Regions from separate parts of the Hordeum vulgare genome. Here region 2 is linked to region 1. The links are chromatin contacts, called in public Hi-C maps. All regions are on one chromosome and are shown on one strand. Each heading gives the region's core, a stretch centred on a gene start, on an enhancer-like site or on the middle of the called end of the contact. The rest is flanking DNA. Distances are from core to core; before and after follow the strand shown. Region 1 holds the start of LOC123404342 (WRKY transcription factor WRKY71-like). Region 2 holds the start of LOC123403434 (probable thiamine biosynthetic bifunctional enzyme, chloroplastic).

The links. Hi-C and Micro-C count contacts between places; a contact is called where the count stands out from the background.
Region 2: a Hi-C map of seedling shows a contact between it and region 1, with 4 times the contacts expected there. The contact joins the promoter of LOC123403434 here to the promoter of LOC123404342 in region 1. A contact is called at or near these places in 4 of 6 Hi-C or Micro-C datasets (leaf and seedling) and 1 of 1 datasets of contacts at active chromatin or transcription factors (embryo).

What each region holds. Positions count from the first base shown.
Region 1 is chr6H:113,338,287-113,342,931 of MorexV3_pseudomolecules_assembly, forward strand. LOC123404342 (WRKY transcription factor WRKY71-like) reads right to left here and starts at 2,738. Exons shown (of 2, transcript XM_045098264.1): 1 at 2,262-2,738; 2 at 911-2,152. The coding sequence starts at 2,438. The coding sequence ends at 1,268.
Region 2 is chr6H:113,860,526-113,865,170 of MorexV3_pseudomolecules_assembly, forward strand. It overlaps LOC123403434 (probable thiamine biosynthetic bifunctional enzyme, chloroplastic), which reads left to right and starts at 2,371. Exons shown (of 9, transcript XM_045097370.1): 1 at 2,371-2,702; 2 at 2,809-2,883. The coding sequence starts at 2,424.

The DNA of each region.
Region 1 (4,645 bases), core at 1,488-3,987:
GATGCAGGCCGACATGCTCAAGTTCGACGTTGAGTGATCTATGACGGGAAGCGCCTTCATTTTTTTGTATGGCGACAGGTGTGCTAGCATGACCACGGGGCCGTAATGGCGTGGTCGAACTCAAGTCTCATCCCTTTTTTGTGTGTTGGCATGTGTGCCGGCCGATGGCGAGTGCGTCAGCATGAACTGTGTGGTGATATTTTTTGAAGTCGGCATTGTATGCCGACGATGGCAATGGTGCCGGCATGAGACATGGCCGCTGGCATGATCTATGACCGCGGGCCTTTTTTAAATATCGTGTGTGGACACGAAATGGGTTGACGCATTGAACGCGCTGCCGACTTAAATTTAAAATAGGACAAACGCCAGTGGCCATTCTAACAGCCGAACCAAACGAAAAAAACCGAATAAAATCACCGTACATTGCAGTTTCAAAGTCGAAGAAAAATATAAAAGAGAAGGAGAGGTAGTACTACGTGGTCGCAACGATCCTCCCGCAGCTTCGTCGAAGCGGGACGTCGACCGCACGTGTTCTGACAAGATCACTCCAGCCAGCCATTAGCGGGCCCCGCCCGGCCGCCGTCCGGGCTCCCGTTTCCACCCAGCTTCCCTGCCTCCCGCGGCGACCGTAGCAACCACCTCTACTCACTCCGTCGCACGTGGAACACGGCCGAGCCGACCTATGTGGGCCCGGTCCCCGGGTCGTTCGGGTATTCTCCGGCCTCTTCCCAGCGTATTCTGGCGGCGAGCTGGGTCCAGCAGAGTCTACTACGGCCACTGCCTGCGTGGACCCTTTCTGGATAGGATCGCCAAACTCGTTTTCTTCTCTAGCAGCCCTTGACCTCCCATACTTTGGTTCAGACTTCAGAGGATGGATTTGACAGAATTTTGAGCGATTGAGCTGAGAATGTATACCGTGACTTGATTGACTTTCTCATTGAATCGAATCGAGTTCCATGGAAATTATGGAACGGAACATTTGAATGACTGCATTATCCTAGCTACTGGAGTACATTACATGTTACAACCTCCCTCGCCGCCGTCGTGTTCGCGGTCTATGTACACGAGCGGTAACTCCGATCTTCGCTCGCCGGAAACCGATCGCGTCTTCTTCGCTGGTCAGGCGTCCGGTTCTTGATGCTTTGTCTGCGAGGCTTTGACGGAGGCGGCGGAGGCAGGCAGCAAGCAATGCCGAACGGAGTAATCGACACCGCAAGAAAAATTGAGCCGGGCAGTGTTTCTGAAATGTGGCTTGCTCCTGTGGGGATTAATTGATGTCCCTGGTCGGCGAGAGCTCGAGGATCCGGCCGGAGAGCGCGGTGACCAGCGCCGCCTTGAAGCTGGGGTCCCTCGTCAGCGTCATGGCCATCTGCTCCGCCAGGTTGCGCCGGATCAGCTCGGACGCCGCCGCGGCCGATTCGCCGCTGACGACGACCGCTGCCGCTTCCTGCTTGTGCTGCTGCTGCGGGTGGTGAGGCGTGGCCGGCGCCTGGGGCGGCTTCCCGTTCCCGGCGTTCTTGCCGGCGCCGGAGCCGTCGTTCTGCTGCTGCGGCTGCGACGGCGGGGGCTGGGTGTGGTTGTGCTCGCCCTCGTACGTCGCCACGAGTATGGTCTTGTCCTCGGCGCTCCTCTGCACCTTCTTCTTGACGGGGCAGCCGGGGGCGAAGGAGCACCGGAAGTAGGCTCTGGGGCATGGGTTGTCCTTGGTCACCTTCTGCCCGTACTTGCGCCATTGGTACCCGTCCTTCACCACCAGGCTGAGGTCGGAGGGGTCGGCGTGGACGTAGCGCTTGGAGATGACGGGCTTGCACTCCTCCCGGATGCGCTTGCACGGCTCGCCGGACGTGCACTCCGCCTGGTCCGGCGCCACCGCGTACGCGAGGCCGGCGGCATAGTGCTGCTGCTGAGTATGCGACGGTGGCGGCGTGCCGAGGCTCTCCTCGCTCTTGCGCTTCCTCGACGGCGACACCGACCCGCCCTCCGACGCGGAGGACGGCTGGTTGTGGTAGTGGTTGTTGTTGCCGCCGGCCGTGACCATGTCGGTGAACTGGCCCTGCAGGGCCTCGTACTTGGAGGCCACCTCCCTGAGCATCTCGCCCAGCCGCCGGTTCTCCTCGCTCACCCGCTGTAGCTCCGACTCAAGAACCGCAACCTATACAAAAGAAAGACACGAACATTCAGTTGCAGCTCATGTATAAACCCAGGCAAGCAGCTACGGCAGAGCCAAAACCATGGCGTCTCTGTATGGACGTGGTGCCTACCTCAGGGTCCTTCTTGAGCGGCATGAAGTTCTCCTCCACGAGGATCTTGGGCTTGGCCAGCGCGATCATCGGCGGCGCCTGGTATTGGCTCTGGTGGTGGTGCGGGTGCCCCATCGGCGGTAGGCCGACGTGCAGGTCGAGGCTCAGGGATGGCTGGCTGCCCATCCATGGATCCATTGGTCCCTCAAACACCACGCGCTGGAACGGACGTACGATGTTCACTTCCTTCCGGTTCGAGGCAACGCGCGCGAGAGAGGAGAGGAGAGAGAGAAGAGAAAGAGGGGGAGAGAAGCTTGGGATGGAGAACTATTTCCGAGTTCCGAGTGAGAGGAGAATGGCGTGGAGGAGTGGCGTTATATAGCGGAGCACAGGACTAGCGGTCTAGCCAAGTCGCCAGCTACTACTACTAGGAAGGAAAGGAAGGAAGGTCAGGTCGTAGGAACTCGGCCGCTCACATCACATCACAACTCACACGCTTGTCCTCTTCTTGGTCACGCAGGGCTCGGATGAGAAGGAAGCGGAATAAACAAAGGAAAACGGGGACGGGCGTGGTGGAATTGGAGCATGCGGAGGCAGCGGAAGGAGACCGGAGGGTGCGTGCACGCGCGCGGGTGGGCGCGGGCGGTGACGACTGACCTCACAGCGACGTTTTCTTTTGGTGCTGGCAATCTGCGCGGGGATCTTTTCAACGGGTGGGTGGGGGGCCGGGAGCGGTGGATGTCGGCTGGCTCTGTCTTCGGTTCGGGGAGTGTGGTGGTGGTGCTGATGATCGGGTCAAGGAAGTGCACCACACATGCTCGCGAGGTGCACGGGGAGGAGAAAGGAGAAGAATGATTTCTCTTTTGGTTCCTAAAAAAAAAATCTCGTTCGGTGGTTATTAGTTGATTGCGACTAGGCTTTGCCCCCTGCGGGAAATGAGAGAGGCGAGAAAGTGGAAAGAGGGGGACAGGAAAGACTTGTTGACTCTAGCATTTTCTTTCTTTCTTTTGGTGCCTTGCAAGGAAAAACTTTGTTAGACACTTTGTTAGGAAAACTTTGGCTGGCTAACCATTTGTATTCTACTCTGCTTAGTTGAGCTCGAGTAGACTGGAATCGATTCCTCCCCGTCACGTTCGACGGCAACGCTTCCCTAATTATCCCTTCTTGTCGGAGGTGTGCTCCTACGTGGAAGCAGCATCTTATTAGTAGTACAGGCTAGGGTTTGGCTGGCTAAGATAGGTTGGTTAACTAATTCTTTTTCATTTTACGAGTTTTCCTGGCTGGAGTACTCTAATCAGATCAACCCCGGCGAGCTATTCTGTAGCAGTGGTACCGCCGTTATCCTGGACGGGCGCCCAAAATCTGACCCAACATGCCTGCCTTTCGGAAAAGAAGACGCCACACGAGTCAATGTCACGCCCGGATGAAACGTTGTTTACGACGGATGATGCGGATTAATCTATCGCCGGTGCCCCTTTTCTTGACCGACGTCGACGTTCGCTTCGCTTCTAATAGCAGTTTTTAGCAAGGAATTTCCTGATGTACTGCTATCATTGATCATTTGATCTGATCTACGCCTACTGGCCTACGGTACGTGGCTGGCCGTTTTCTCCTTCATGGCCCGGGTCCGGGAGGGCGTATTCAAAGATGGAGCTGGCAGTTCGGTACTGGTTGTTACATAGACTTTTTTCCTTCCTGAGATGTAGTTACAGAGACCTGGCATTGACAAGAATTAATGGAGGAAATTCAGGACAGAACGGGTAGTGAACCGTTGGCAAGTCACTGCTAGACTTTGGTGTTGGCAAGAACAGAGAAAAATGGCAATTACACGTAGGACCTGGACCTCGTTGTTACCCACAACAAACTCGCTCCTTCTCTCTCACCACATGGGCAAAACTTAGAGCAACTTTAACCGGTCAACCCATTTCATGCTCGCGTGTTCGTTTAGGTTGCCGCGGACACAAAATACGATCCAGCGCAGTGATCTAAACGGATGCGTGTCCGTTTTTTATCCGTTTATGATTCATTTTAGGCCTAAATTTGAGGCAAAATCAACAAAATTGACCCGTAGACGAAACAAATTTACAAACTGGACTACGTTCAAAATAAATTCACTCAGCCGACCCTTTTGTGTGACGCCCGACAGTCGGGCGTCACACTACACTATGTAACGCCTAGCATATGAGCGTTACACTTCTGGCCAACGTGACATCCGGGGCCACACTCCTGGTTGTGTGGCGCCTAAGAGAAAGGAGCCATACTACATTGTGTGGCACGTGACTGAAAAGAGTCACACTATCTTATATTAAAACTAATGTAACTTTTAATCCGTACATCCGATGAAAATGTCTCTTATATGAATATTGTGTAATTTTTTGTGTTCTACGCAATGGTGACATTTTCAG
Region 2 (4,645 bases), core at 1,121-3,620, 520 kb after region 1:
AGAAATGAAATGACAAAAGATATGTGCACATATGATCTAGAAAAGAACATATGTGTAACCGTTCTATATAGACAAGGTATCATATGAAGTGATGAACAGAAACGTAACATATGTAGAAGAGATACTATATCAAGAAGTTGCGGTAGGAACTGAAAGAAGAAGAACATGAGCACGTACTGAGTTGCAGCAGCAGTAGGATTGGTGTTGGTGTTGTCGTTGGCCATGTTACCAGAGAGGTGGTCGACGTCGGGGAAGTAGTCGTCGTCCGGGAAGAAATCGTCGGTGTCTGTGATGGAAGCCAGTAGTCGCGATGAGCGCTCCTCAAAAACCTTATCGCCCTTCTCCCGTACATGACTCGAAGAGACGGAGTTTCGGAGTCCTACTGTCCCGACGAACGGTGCACGCCGCAAGACGGGATGGGGAAGAACATAGCAGTAGCACAGGGAAAGGAACCGGTGGCGAAGGGAACTTCTGATGCGTCTTCTCTGGAGAGGAGCGACCTCTTTTTTATAGACGCAGGAGAAGGAGGCGAGAGACCAACGTCGGGAGCCGAAGAGAGCGACGGGATATGAAACGAACAGACAGCAGACGAAACTGCAGTGTTCGCTTTCAAAATCCACTAGCAAAACGTTCAGCTGAGTGGACTTTCATATATCAGTCGTGCGTGGCAAAAATTTAACTCGGCTCATTCCCGCAACCCGTGGCGCGACGAGGCGAGGCGGGCGGCGGAGGAGGAGGAGCGCACGTGTATGTCTCTCTTGTTCTCAAGCTCATACATGTGTGGAAACATCCTCCCTTATAAGGAGGTCCAACTCCCTCTAAACTAGCAATGTGGGACTAAACATTTCCACCTCTTGCCTTGCACAAATGGATTGCATGGGCCTCTAGGATTTGATAGGAATTATATATTGGGCTGGCCCAAATAATTGTACAAAATTCCAACACTCTGAAGTCTAATTGAAGCTTTTTTATCTACTAGATATAGCTTTTTGCGTCCATGGTTGTAGAATGGGCACCGCCGTTGGCAGTTGTCTCGGTGTCGCGGTTGTAGCTCCCTTAGTCGCTATGGTTGTAGCACAGGGAAACCTTTGTTCGGGCTTTTCCGGCATGCCGTTGGTTGCCTGCCACATGTTGTTGTATTCAACTCCGATGAGGAATGGCCATCTGGAATTAGGGATCGAACCCCCGAGCGTTGGTAATTCGAGAGAGAAAGGGCAGGCAATAGGAAGATCTGTGGAGGAGGGGAGGGGAGGGTTGTGGTGGCGACCAATGGTGCAGGATGGGCGAGGGAGCTGCGACAACACAGTTATGCGCGGCGGTCGGAACTGCGACGACGTCGTGGTCCACAACGGGGACCTGTGCGTGGAGGGAGAAAGGGAAGGAAGCGCATTGTTGTCATTCAGGGTGTGTTTGGTTACTCTCATCAAGTGCAATGTAACGGGTCCATTCCGTTCCCGAGGGTCGTTCTCGTGTTTAGTTGGGTAGAGGAACCGGAACCAACTGATTCTCCGGAACGGCATATTCCCCCAAGATCCCGAATGCGCTGGTACCTCCAAATCGGAGGAACCACGCGGAACCGTCGCTCTCCCTCTCCCTCTCCATGGCTCTCCCTCTCCCTCTCAGGCGCCGCCCTCTCCCTCTTCCTCTCCGGCACCGCCCTCTCCCTCTCCGGCGCTGCCCTCTCCCTCTCCCTCTCCAGCGCCGCCCTCTCCCTCCCCCTTTGCGGCGGCTCGAGGAGCAGGTGCGCGACGGCCCGAGCAGGTGCGGCTCCCTCTCCCTCTCTGGCACCATCCTCTCCCTCTCCCTCTCTGGCGCCACCTCTCCGGCGTCGCCCTCTCCCTCTCCCTCTCCGATGCCGCCCTCTCCCTCTTCCTCTGCGGCGGCTCGAGAGCAGGTGCGCGGCGGCCCGAGTAGGTGCGGCGGCGACTCGAGAGCAGGTGCGCGGCGGCCCGAGCAGGTGCGGCGGCGGCTCGAGGAGCAGGTGTGGCGGCGACGACGGACCGAGCAGGTGCGGCGGCGACGGCAGGCCCGTTCCATCTATTCTTTCAACCAAACATAGGAACGTAACCTGGTGGTATGGAATGTCATGGAATGTCATGGAATCATTCCATTACGTTCCACCTCGTTCTTCAACCAAACACACCCTCAGAGTATAGCGATGGATCCCTCGTTTCGACGTTTTGCATAAACCTCGTTTCGACGTATTTTGTTCTAAAAATTTACATACATGTGTGTTATGCCTTCATGTATATCCATATATTTTTAGATTTTTTAGAAATGTAAAAATGTGAATTTTAATGAATTTGGGTTTTTCAAAAACGGCTGTCCGCTCCAAAAGGCATTTTCGCTTGCGTATGTGTTAAAAAAAACAGACTGTTTGGTGGAAGACCTGGCAAATCTTCTCTCCTCCAGCGCACTTCGGCATGTCGTCCGCACCACCGCCGCCATTCCTCCGCCTGCACCCGCACTCTTCTATCTCTTCCTTCTCATCCCCACGGCTTCCGCACCTTTCCCCACGAACCCGCCCGTGGAGGCTCGCCGCGGCGCGCGAGATGCCGTGGCCGCATGTGCTCACGGTGGCGGGCTCCGACTCCAGCGCCGGCGCCGGCATCCAGGCCGACGTTAAGGCCTGCGCCGCCCTGGGGGCATACTGCTCCTCCGTCATCACTGCCGTCACCGCCCAGAACACTGCCGGCGTCCAGGTGCGTAGGCTGCCCGACACTCCTTGGTTCCTTTTTCACTTGCTGTCCCCGGCGGCATCAGTCTGGTCAGGAGAAGGAAGTAAATTGGGTGGTGGTGGTGATGCAGGGGGTTCATCTTGTGCCGGAGGAATTAATCCGGGAGCAGCTCAAATCGGTTCTTTCGGATATGTCGGTGGACGTGGTGAGCCATATCTATTCCTCTTCTGGTTGTGATGCCATAATTCAGTTTAGGTATCTCGGATAGTGCTAGCTATTGGAAGATCTTTTTAGTGCTCAGTTTGTTCGCTGCTCTACTGCCGCTGTCGCTGTGAATCATTAAGCCGGGCATGTCTGTTTGCATTTGTTATTTTTTTTACTCCGCTAGAAACTGCAACATTGGACTGTCTACATCTATTCTCATTTGGCATGATTAGTGTATCACCGACAGTTCATTGACTTGTTAGTATGGTTTAGCCTCAGAAGGCAGAATTAGAAATTTGTGCTATTGCATTCCTGTAAGCTATGTTGTACTTTCACCCGCAGAAAAAAGTTATGTTGTACTCCCTCTGTAAACTAATACAGTATATTTTAGTGAACTAAACACTCTTATATTAGTGTACGGAGGGAGTACTTGACTTTCCGCTGACACGGTGTTGTTACTCTTGCTGATTGTGTATTAACCGACCCGTCCACGGCGCCTGCCACCACGGTGATCTCGGGCAGCCCGATCGAGGCCTAGCCACGCCGACGCGTGCCCATTCGTCGACCTCTGCCTAATGGATCACGGCCTCAAAATCATCAATTGGAATGTTCGCGGCCTCAACGCCCGTGCCGGACGTACGGCAGTTCGCTCGCTCGTTGTAACTTCCAGCGCTTCGATCGCTTGCTTCCAAGAGACTAAAATGGAATTCGCCTACTCGTCGACTGTCCTTGAGACGTTGGGATCTGAGTTTGATGAATATGTTTATCTCCCAGCGAACGGCACCCGTGGCGGGATCCTGCTGGCTTGGAAGAGCCGGGACGTGACGATCACGGACCCGATGTTCACCACCAACACCATCTCTGCCCGGGTTATGGCACCTGGTAGCACGAGCGTGCCGTGGTGGCTCTCTATCGTCTATGGCCCCCAGGACAACAACGCCAAGATCGCTTTTCTGCAGGAGATCCGCGACGTCCGCGACGCTTGCCTCGGCCCATGGCTCATCTGCGGGGACTTCAATATGATCTACTGTGACGAAGACAAGAACAACGGCAATCTCAATCGGAGAATGATGGGGCGGTTCCGACGCGTCCTCAACGACCTCGCGCTCAAGGAGATTTACCTCAGCGGCCGGCGCTATACATGGTCCAACGAGCAGAGCCCGCCCACCTTGGTCCATCTCGATCGAGTGCTGTGCTCCACGGACTGGGATGAGCTGCACGACGAATGCCATCTGCGTTGCCTGGCCTCGGTCGTCTCGGATCACTCCCCCCTCTTGCTCGACTGTTCGCGTCTCCCATCAACGCACCGACGATTCCACTTCGAGGAGTACTGGACTCGTCTCGGCGGTTTCCCGGAGATCATGGCGGCCTCGTGGCATTCGGTGGACGACGCCGACCCGTTCCGGCGGTTCATGCGGCGCATGCAGGCCACATCGCGGAAGCTCACCAGCTGGAGCGCGCGTTCCGTTGGCAACGTGCGAGACCAGCTTGCGTTCTCTCGTGAGCTGCTGCTCCGCTTCGACGCCACGTAAGAACAACGGGCCCTATCACCGCATGAGGACTGGTTGCGTCGTCAACTCAAGCTCTCCTACCTTGTCCTTGCTTCTCTTGAGCGGACGATCGCCCGGCAGCGCGCACGCATTGCTTCTCTCAAAGACGGCGACATGAACACTATGTTGTACCATCTCCAGTGCACATACCACAAGCAGAAGAACTGGATCCATGGCATCTCTGTCGACGGCGCCGTACTCACTGATCCTAGC